3 separate regions of the Pan troglodytes genome follow, and regions 1 and 2 are each linked to region 3. The links are chromatin contacts, called in public Hi-C and HiChIP or PLAC-seq maps. All regions are on one chromosome and are shown on one strand. Each heading gives the region's core, a stretch centred on a gene start, on an enhancer-like site or on the middle of the called end of the contact. The rest is flanking DNA. Distances are from core to core; before and after follow the strand shown.

Region 1 (2,700 bases), core at 46-2,545, 240 kb after region 3:
TGGGGTGCAGGGTGAGGACTCCGGTGAGCGCACAGAGCTCGCACCGGCTCCAGGACCCACCCTCCACCTCGCGGGCTACGGGCTACAAACCTGAAAGGGCAGGAAGGAGAGCGCGTGCTCGATGAGCAGCCGCATGAGTCTCTTGGAGTAGAAGATGAACTCGTCGCGACTGGTCTCCTTGTCCCTGTGGGGCCAACAGTTGAGCGGGAGCGCGCGCCCGGGGCCGCCCCGTCCCCAGGTGGGCCCTCACCTGATGATGGTGTGCATGCCCCGTACCTGCGGCGTGCTCTTCAGGACGCTCAGCGTCCGGGGCAGCGGGTGGCACTGGTGTGCCGAGGCCAGCGCAGCCCTGGGGACAAACCGATGGGGAACACTCAAGAAGGGGGTCTTTTCCCAGAGCCCTCCCTCCCCACAGGACGGCTGTGCGTCACTGTGAGGGGAACACACGGGCCAGGCACAGCACGAGGTGCAGAGCGGGCCTGACTTCTGCCTGGGGCTGAGCTGGGGGGAGACGTCGCCCTACCTGAGCTGTCAGGCAAAGGCGAAAGATGGCGGCGAACGACGGGGCAAGCTCACCATCAGGCAGAAAGCTAGGGGGGCAGGCTGTGAGGGCCCCTCCCAGTGCGGGACCCCTCCTGCGCTAAGAGGAGGCAGAAGTGGGCCGGGCACAGGGCGGGCTCACACGTGCTGATAGGTGTCATACCCCAGAATGGGTAGCTTGTCCCCAGCCTCTCCCCGGGGGAACTAAAGCTTTGTGGGGTCAGGCCCCGCCCTGGCTCCTCCCCGAGGTGGTGCGCGGCCCCTCTCAAGAGAGGGGGGTGGGGGGCAAAGCTGGCTCAGTGTCTCTTGGCTGCCCCGTCCCGCCCCGCTGCCCAAGCCTGGGGATGGCCGGGGCAGCAGCAGGTCTAGGAGCGGGCAGGAAAAGAGCGGGGCGGAGGCAAGAAAGAGGTGGGACCGGGAGGAGGCAAAGCCGGAAAGGGGCATGACAGGGGCAGGGAATGGGGCGGGGCAGGAAAGGGGGTGATGCGGGGGCAGGAAGAGGAAAGCGACAGGGCACAGAATTGGGTGTGGCAGGGGAAGGAAAGAGGCAGGGCACGGAATTGGGTGTGGCAGGGCAGAAAAGAGGCGTGACAGTGGCAGGGAAAGAGGCGGGGCCGGGAATGGGGTGTGGCAGGGCAGAAAAGAGGCGTGACAGTGGCAGGGAAAGAGGCGGGGCCGGGAATGGGGTGTGGCAGGGCAGAAAAGAGGCGTGACAGTGGCAGGGAAAGGCGGGGCAGGAGCAGGAAAGAGGGCCTAGCGGGAGCAGCGGGGCAAGGGGCTACGGGAAGGCGGGTCACACAGCAGCACCACGGAGCACACTGCTCACATATCCCAACGTAGCTTCCTCTGCTTGCCAGGTGAAGAGCATGTTCAGGGAGGGAACAAGGCAGGAAACGGGGGTTTACAGAGAGAAGGAAGAGAACAAAGAGAAGGCTGCTTAGTTGGGGAGCAGGGCGTTCCCCGCAGGCCTGAGGAGGAGTGTGGGCGGCCAGGCCCCCAGCCCTGCCTGGCCCTCCCTCCTGCCCCCGACCAAGGCTTCCTGGGGCTGAAGGAAGTGAGTGCAGCCACAGGCCAACACTTCCTTGGCTGACCAGACGACGGAAAATGTGTCTGGCTGCGTTCAGGTGTTTTTCCAAGTTTGAAACCCTGGAAAGTTTTTCCTCTCAGAACAAAAGCTTCAGGAGGAACCTGACGGGACAAGACCTGCGGGTTCCCTGGCCGCAGAGAGGGCCAAGCGGAGACTCATGCAGGCACTGGAAGCTGGACGGCTGGCGGACGGGCCCTGGAGGCATTTCCAACATTTGTCAAACTCTTTGGAGGGCTCTGAATGTGAGGGCTCTCCCTCCAGGTGGCTCAGTCAGGAGCCTCCCAACCCACAGAAGGCAGGGAGAAGGGCAGGTCCCTCATGGCTAACCCCCTGCACGCCTGCCCTTGGGGAGGGGCAGTGGGATGCGGCCCCGGCCCAGCCCAAGCTTCTTGCTGCAGTTGCCCAGTTCCTGCTGGCAGAGCTGTGCGGGCTGCGAGGACAGAGCTGGGGCAAGCAGGACCCGGGTGGGTGGGAGGACAGGCGCGAGGCCCTCCACCTGCAACCAGGGAAAGCTGACTGGTCCGTGAGGCTGGGCACAGGAGGTACAGCAGGCTCCCTGGCTGCTGGGACATGTCTGTAGTCACTGCCCCAGAGGCCTGGCAGTGCTGGCTCAGGAGGACAGCTGTGCTCTCTGGGGTCAAATCCCATAGACAGACTCAGGAGTCAGGGGAGCCTCCAGCAAAGTCTGGCCAGGACAGGGTCAGGACTCCGTGATGCTGGGCAAGCTACTTCACATCTCTGTGCCTCAGTGTCCTCATCTGCCAGCAAGCGGAGGCAGAAGCAGGGCTGGGACCACTCCACACCACCCCTTCTGACTGGGGAAGAGCCAGCTGCCTGGCTTCACAGCCCAGACCCCAGAGCTCCTTGGAGGTGTTGGAAGTGCCTCCATCTGTGCAGACAGCTGTGCAAGTCTTACCTGACGCTGAGTTCACGCTGTGGCAGCAACACAGGAAGACACAAGGGAACGGTGGCGCGTCAGTGACCAGGGCAGGCGGCCAGGCCACCCCCACCCAGGAATGGACATGCTGCAGGCCCGCGGGGACACAGCCAGCCATGGGGGGTGGCAAGCTTCT
Region 2 (2,700 bases), core at 175-2,674, 170 kb before region 3:
CTGGGCACTCCTGGGCGCCAGCGCATGGGGCCTGCAGGGAGGACCAAGCGGGATGCCCAGCCTGGACTTTGGGGTACAGGAAGATGGAACCGGGGTCCCCACCTTCTTGGGCCTCCCTGAGCAGCCCAGAGCCCTGTCCCTCCCCTGTGCCTAGAGGGTGGCCTGTGCCAAAGCTCCCAGCAGCCTAGGACACGCACGGTTCCGACTCCACCGTCTCCCTCTCGGCCAGGTAGTTGTGGGGCACATAGCCCTGGGCCACGGCCCTACCCGCCTCGTCCAGCAGCGTGGCCCACCACCACTGCTCCTCCTTCCTGGCCACATGGAAGACGTCCCCAGCGCGGAAGCTCAGCTCCTCGTCCGTCCGGGACTTGAAGTCCCAGAGGCCCACATACTTGGGGCCCAGGTGAGCCTGGTCCCGGGACACCATGGCAGGCGGGCGCAGCGGCAGGACCAGGCTATAGCCCAGCTGGAGCACCCAGAGCTGGGCGTGGCAGGCGGGCCGTCCCACTTCCTCATGACAGGCCGGGAAGCAGCCACACCCAGCACCCACAGGCGCTCGAGAGCACCCCGGCTCCTCCTGAGGGCCCAGCCGGCCCCACAAGTTCTCAGGCCCACTGGGGCCCATCCGAGCACTTAGCGCCCGAACTATGGGAACCCACTGGGGAAGCACCGCCAGGGCCGGCCTGAGCGCAGGAGAGGGGGAGGAGGACCCCCGGTTGGGGCTTCTCGGGGGTCCAACTTATGGACACTCAGGCACTCAGGGAAGCCAACGGCCCCCTGGGAACAAGCCTCGCAGCCTGAGGGCAGGAAGGTGAGGGCTGCAGGCGCTGCCTTCCCAACCGTCAGAGCTGCGGGGGCACAGGTGGGGGCCGCCTCTCTCCCCGCTTCCGGAAGCTTCCCCTCCACCCGTCGGTGCCCTCACCCAGCCCCAGACTCCACCCCTGAGCGCAGGGCCCAATGTCAGGAGCTGCTGTGGGCAGGCGTCCTGAGAGCGGCCTCATGGGCAGGCCCGCCCTCGGGTAAGGGCCAAGCAGGGAAGAGGGAGTGGAATCAGGGCAGCGACAGCTGTGTGGGTCAGCCCGGAGGACTTCCTGGAAGAGGAGGGCCCGAGGGTTTTGGGGGATCCCCGGGGAGGCAGAGCCAGGGGCACCCGCGGTTGAAGAAACGGGCACTGCCTTCCTCCACACGGACGCCAGGGGGCAGGCAAGGACCGTGAGTGCGGCCTGGAAGCGCCCACGGCGCTGGGGCCCAAGGCCACAGGTCCCTCCCAGGCAGCCCCTCCTGCCTGCAGCCTCTGCCTCCTCCTGCCCAGCCCGCAGGACCCCTGCCCCCTTCCAGCTGGCCTCCCTTCTCCCGACTCATGCCTGAGTGAGCCCTGCCGTGACCCCCACCTGCACCCGACGGCCACCTGCCCCCCAGCCCCTGAGACTCGGGACACCCCCTCCCTGAAGGCCCCTCCCCGCCCCACCCTCCCACTGACTCTACTGTGTCCACCCGGGAGCTCCAACCCAGGGACCTGGACTGGCAGCCACAAGGGGGCAGGAAGGGGTGGGAAGGGAAACTCAAAGTCTGCAAGGAGTGGTAGGGAAAGTCCCTAAACTGCGTATTTGAACTTTTATTTTTATTGCAAAGAGAAATAATGGCACCTTCCACTCATTGTTTTGAGATTAAGAACAATAATCTGGGTTATTTAACAGGTTCATAGATTTCTGGGCAGCCCAGCTCAGCACTGACCAAGGTGGGGAGGGGCAGCGGGGTGCCGGCCTGGGCAGTGTCCCTCTGGCCCTCCCAGCTCTGTCTGGGGTCGGTCGGGGAGGATGCAGGGGGAGGGGTGGGGGGTGGGGAATGCGGAAGGAGGGCGCCGGGGCATCTGGCCGGGCAGCGTCCCTCAGAGCCCACCAGCTCTGACACCGCCCCGGTGTACTCGAGCCTGGGACTCTGGGCCCGTGAGTCTATGTCCAGGAAGCCTCGAGTATCCCTGAGTTCGGACGTGCAGGACGTTCAGTCTAAGCCACACCAGGAGGCAGGAACGTCCCCGGCCCCTCCCAGATACCCAGGAGCACCAAACCTGTTCAGCTGGTGGCTGGCGAGATGCCTAGGAGGGCACAGGTGCCACAGACACACCTGGTTCCCTTAACCCCAGTGGCGGCTGCAGAAAGCACAGAGGGCGAGGCCGTCTGTGCCAGAGGAGCCCCCAGGCTGCTGTGCTGGGGACCTGCCAGAACCGGAAGCTCAGCTCAAGGCCTCAGTGGGCCCAGGTACCAGAGCCAGCCCCTCCCCTAGGTTCTCCCATGCAGATGGAGCTGGGCAGGTGGCCAGGGTCCCAAAGGCTCAGATAAAGCCTCTTGCCTCCACCATCTGCAGGGGTCCTGGTTCCTGCTGCTTCCCTCCGCTTGGCCTTGCTCCTTCTATGCACAGGCCCCAGGAAGCCCCTGCGCTGCCTCCGTTCTCGGAGCCTCCGAGTGGCCTCTTCCCTCCCCGGGGCCACCTGTCTCTGCACACGGGAGTCTCATCTCTTAGCTTCCTCCTGAGCCAGCCTTTGGCCGGGGCCTGTGGACGGCGGCCATCAGCACTTCGGCTCAGCAGGTACAGAGCTGACCCCAACTCTAGGGGACAAGGACTCAGTCAGGCCTGAACTTGTCTCCAAACTTTCCATCCCCGAAAGCCTTCTGGGCACAGCTGCCAACCTGGGCTCCCAGG
Region 3 (2,746 bases), core at 63-2,562:
AGGTTCCCCTAATACATGCTCTGATCTGATCGCCTTGGCATTTAGTGATTCTTTCCCTGGAATCTCCACTGGCCCCATCGCAGGGAACTCCCAAGTGGGAAACTCCCCTACCACCACTTTTGGGGCAACTTCAGCTAAGGGTTCAGCTGGGACAAAACAGGGAGCCACTCGGGAACCTGGGATGGGACCAGAGAGAAAACCCGAGGGACAGAGTGGGTAAGGAAAGCTGCTGAGGAAGGGCCCAAAGGGTGCACTCTGGAAAGAAGTGGCACTGGAGGGCTGGGGTGGGGGTGGTCCTGGCCAGGGAGTCTTACCTTGTCCCACAAAGACTGCAGCTCTTCCTGCCCTCCTAAGTCCCAGAACATGAGCCGAGCCTTTCCCACATCCACAGTGCCGACTGGGGAGAGGAGGAAACAGGCAAGGCTCATGACCTTGGTCCTCGACACACCCAGTCCCAGCTCTCCCAGGGGATGGGGCAAAGCATGCCGGTGCCACTCAAATGAGACTTGAGAGGGGCCCGACAGGGCTGTGGCCACGGGCCAGCTGGACTGTGAACATCACGGCATCCTCAAGGCCCCAAACCCACAGCCCTGCTGTTTAGACGCCTTACTGTTTAGGCCCACGGTGGTGGTGATTTTGGATAGACTCATCCCCTTGTAGTTCTTGTTAAATCGGGTTTTCGACTGCTCCAGGAAGGTCTGAGGAGAGAGGGAGAGGCGAAACACATCAAGTAGGGGCTATACTGGCTTCCAAATATCCTTACTCAGGTCTGTTCTTTAAAAGACAGAAACAGAAACAGAGCAACACTCTGCTCTTCAGGAAGCTGGTGGTGACTATCCTGCCGTCTCAGGTGAAATTTGGCTTCTGTCTGGGTAGTGAACGTGCAGCTGACAGCACAACACCGAAGGGGGCGCCGCCAGGCCGTGGGAAAGGTGCGCGCAAGGGCGTGGGCACTCACCGTCTTCCCAGCATTGTCCAGGCCCAGGATCAGGATGCAGTACTCGTCCTTCTGAAACATGTACTTGTACAAGCCCGACAGCAGCGTGTACATCCTGCCCTGGGCACCCCAACATATGTCAGTGTGCAGCCAGAAAGCACCTCCCCTCCCCCGGGCTTCTCCACGGTGGTCAGTGGCGCCCCACGTCCAGCCGACCGCTCAGGACGAGAGCCTGGGGGCCATTCCCGACTCCTCGTCCCTCTCCCACCCCATCCCTCTGTAACTTCTCCCAGGTCAGCCGCCACTGTGTCCTGCTCACAGCGATGACTGCGACCTCTCCGAATACACATCGGTTCCGGCCCCTCCCCTGCTCGCGGGACTACCCAGCCAGGTGTTCACAGTGAGCTCAGCCGCGCTCCCGCCCTCGCCCGAGGCTTCGCTCCCACGCTTCACGCGCGCGGAACGGGGAACACACTCGCTGCAGCCCCGCCTGGGCCACAGCACCCTCGAGCGTCAGCCCCGCGCCCCACCCGGGAGCAGCGAGCCACCGGCGCGCTCCCCAGGAGCCCCTGCAGGCGCCGGGTAGGGACGCCCCATCACCCCATTTCTTAAAACGGGGACGGCCCTGGGGGGAGCGGACTACAGGGCGGGTGAGCAGCGGCCCGGCTGCTCCTGGAGTGCACCTGGAGGCGGCGCGCGGCTGGCAGGGAACGACTGCGAAGGAAGAACCTGGGTCGCGGCCCCCGGCTACGTCCGCCCCATGCCGCCGCCGCCAGGTTTGAGGCTCCCCGACAAGCAGCCAAAGCTGGCTCCTGTCACACCCGCGTCCCACCTCGAGTCCTGGGCCGCCCCTCGGGCCTCGCGCCTCACCGCACAGCCTGCGGCCTACCTGCGTCCGCCGCGCCCTCGGAGCCGCCGCTGCTGACCCCCGCTGACCTCCGCTGACCCCGCGCTAACCCCGCGCGGCGCCTGACGGGACGCGGGCCGGCCTCAGGGAATGAGCTGAACCGCGTCCCAGCGGCCTCCGCGCTCCGCTTCCCGGCTGCCCCCGCGCGCCAAGCACTTCCGGAAGCGGCGGCGCTCGGGAGGAAGTGCCGATCGGCTGCTGGGGCGAAAAGGGGGCGCCGGGCCGCTCTAGCCGGTGAGGCCGGCGGGCTCTCTGTGGCTGCGGCTGGGAAACCGCGCGGAGGAGGTGCCCGGCCGGGGACCAGGGGGCCGCGGTTTGCGGGGACGCGGCCCTGGCCAGACAGAAGAGACGCCGGGCGGGGGGGCGCGGCCGGCCTGGAAGGCGGCGGGCGCGGCGGGTGGGCTCGGCGGAGGGTCAGGCGGCGGGGCGCCCCGCGGGGAGGGGGCTCCGGAGTGACGCGGGACCCGGCTAGCGGCGAGCCCACGGCGGCTCGGAAGGGAAGCGCGGAGCCTGAGCGGGGGTACCCGGGCTGCGACCTCTGCGCTGGGAGCTGTGCCTCTGAGCCGGTGTCTCCCCGAGGGAAAGGGGACGTGCCCGTGCCCGTCCTCAGGCTGTGGGGTCGGTCCCGAGACGCGGTGCTCAGCTGGCTTCTCTTCTTGCAGCCCTGGTCCAGCGCCTCCCTCTCTCAGCATGGACGAGGAGAGCCTGGAGTCGGCCTTGCAGACCTACCGTGCGCAGCTGCAGCAGGTGGAGCTGGCCTTGGGCGCCGGCCTGGATTCGTCTGAGCAGGCTGACCTGCGCCAGCTGCAGGGGGACCTGAAGGAGCTCATCGAGCTCACCGAGGCCAGCCTGGTGTCTGTCAGGAAGAGCAGGTTGTTGGCCGCGCTGGACGAAGAGCGCCC

The links. Hi-C and Micro-C count contacts between places; a contact is called where the count stands out from the background. HiChIP or PLAC-seq counts read pairs in DNA pulled down with a chosen protein or histone mark.
Region 1: a contact with region 3 is called in a Hi-C map of induced pluripotent stem cells, with 1.7 times the contacts expected there. The contact joins the enhancer-like site here to the promoter of ZGPAT in region 3. A contact is called at or near these places in 1 of 7 Hi-C or Micro-C datasets (induced pluripotent stem cells) and 1 of 1 datasets of contacts at active chromatin or transcription factors (stem cell-derived excitatory neurons).
Region 2: an H3K4me3 HiChIP or PLAC-seq map of stem cell-derived excitatory neurons shows a contact between it and region 3, with 4 times the contacts expected there. The contact joins the promoter of PTK6 here to the promoter of ZGPAT in region 3. A contact is called at or near these places in 2 of 7 Hi-C or Micro-C datasets (induced pluripotent stem cells and stem cell-derived neural progenitor cells) and 1 of 1 datasets of contacts at active chromatin or transcription factors (stem cell-derived excitatory neurons).

Annotation. Positions count from the first base shown.
Region 1 is chr21:70,284,131-70,286,830 of NHGRI_mPanTro3-v2.0_pri, forward strand. UCKL1 (uridine-cytidine kinase 1 like 1) reads right to left here. Exons shown (of 15, transcript NM_001280371.1): 8 at 2,544-2,560; 9 at 251-349; 10 at 91-184. Among named protein-coding and RNA genes, the nearest start is that of UCKL1, 19 kb to the right of the region's middle. Within about 2 kb of position 1,296, at least 7 of the 24 cell types and tissues checked have an H3K27ac peak or open chromatin away from gene starts, as enhancers often do. A contact at or near this core is called in induced pluripotent stem cells, where this site is marked.
Region 2 is chr21:69,874,972-69,877,671 of NHGRI_mPanTro3-v2.0_pri, forward strand. It overlaps PTK6 (protein tyrosine kinase 6), which reads right to left and starts at 1,425. Exons shown (of 8, transcript XM_016938334.4): 1 at 198-1,425. The coding sequence starts at 625. SRMS (src-related kinase lacking C-terminal regulatory tyrosine and N-terminal myristylation sites) reads right to left here. Exons shown (of 8, transcript XM_024352155.2): 8 at 1,544-2,700.
Region 3 is chr21:70,046,360-70,049,105 of NHGRI_mPanTro3-v2.0_pri, forward strand. ZGPAT (zinc finger CCCH-type and G-patch domain containing) reads left to right here and starts at 1,313. Exons shown (of 7, transcript XM_525387.8): 1 at 1,313-1,519; 2 at 2,507-2,746. The coding sequence starts at 2,535. ARFRP1 (ADP ribosylation factor related protein 1) reads right to left here and starts at 1,981. Exons shown (of 8, transcript XM_009437655.3): 1 at 1,827-1,981; 2 at 959-1,057; 3 at 611-698; 4 at 315-397. The coding sequence starts at 1,051.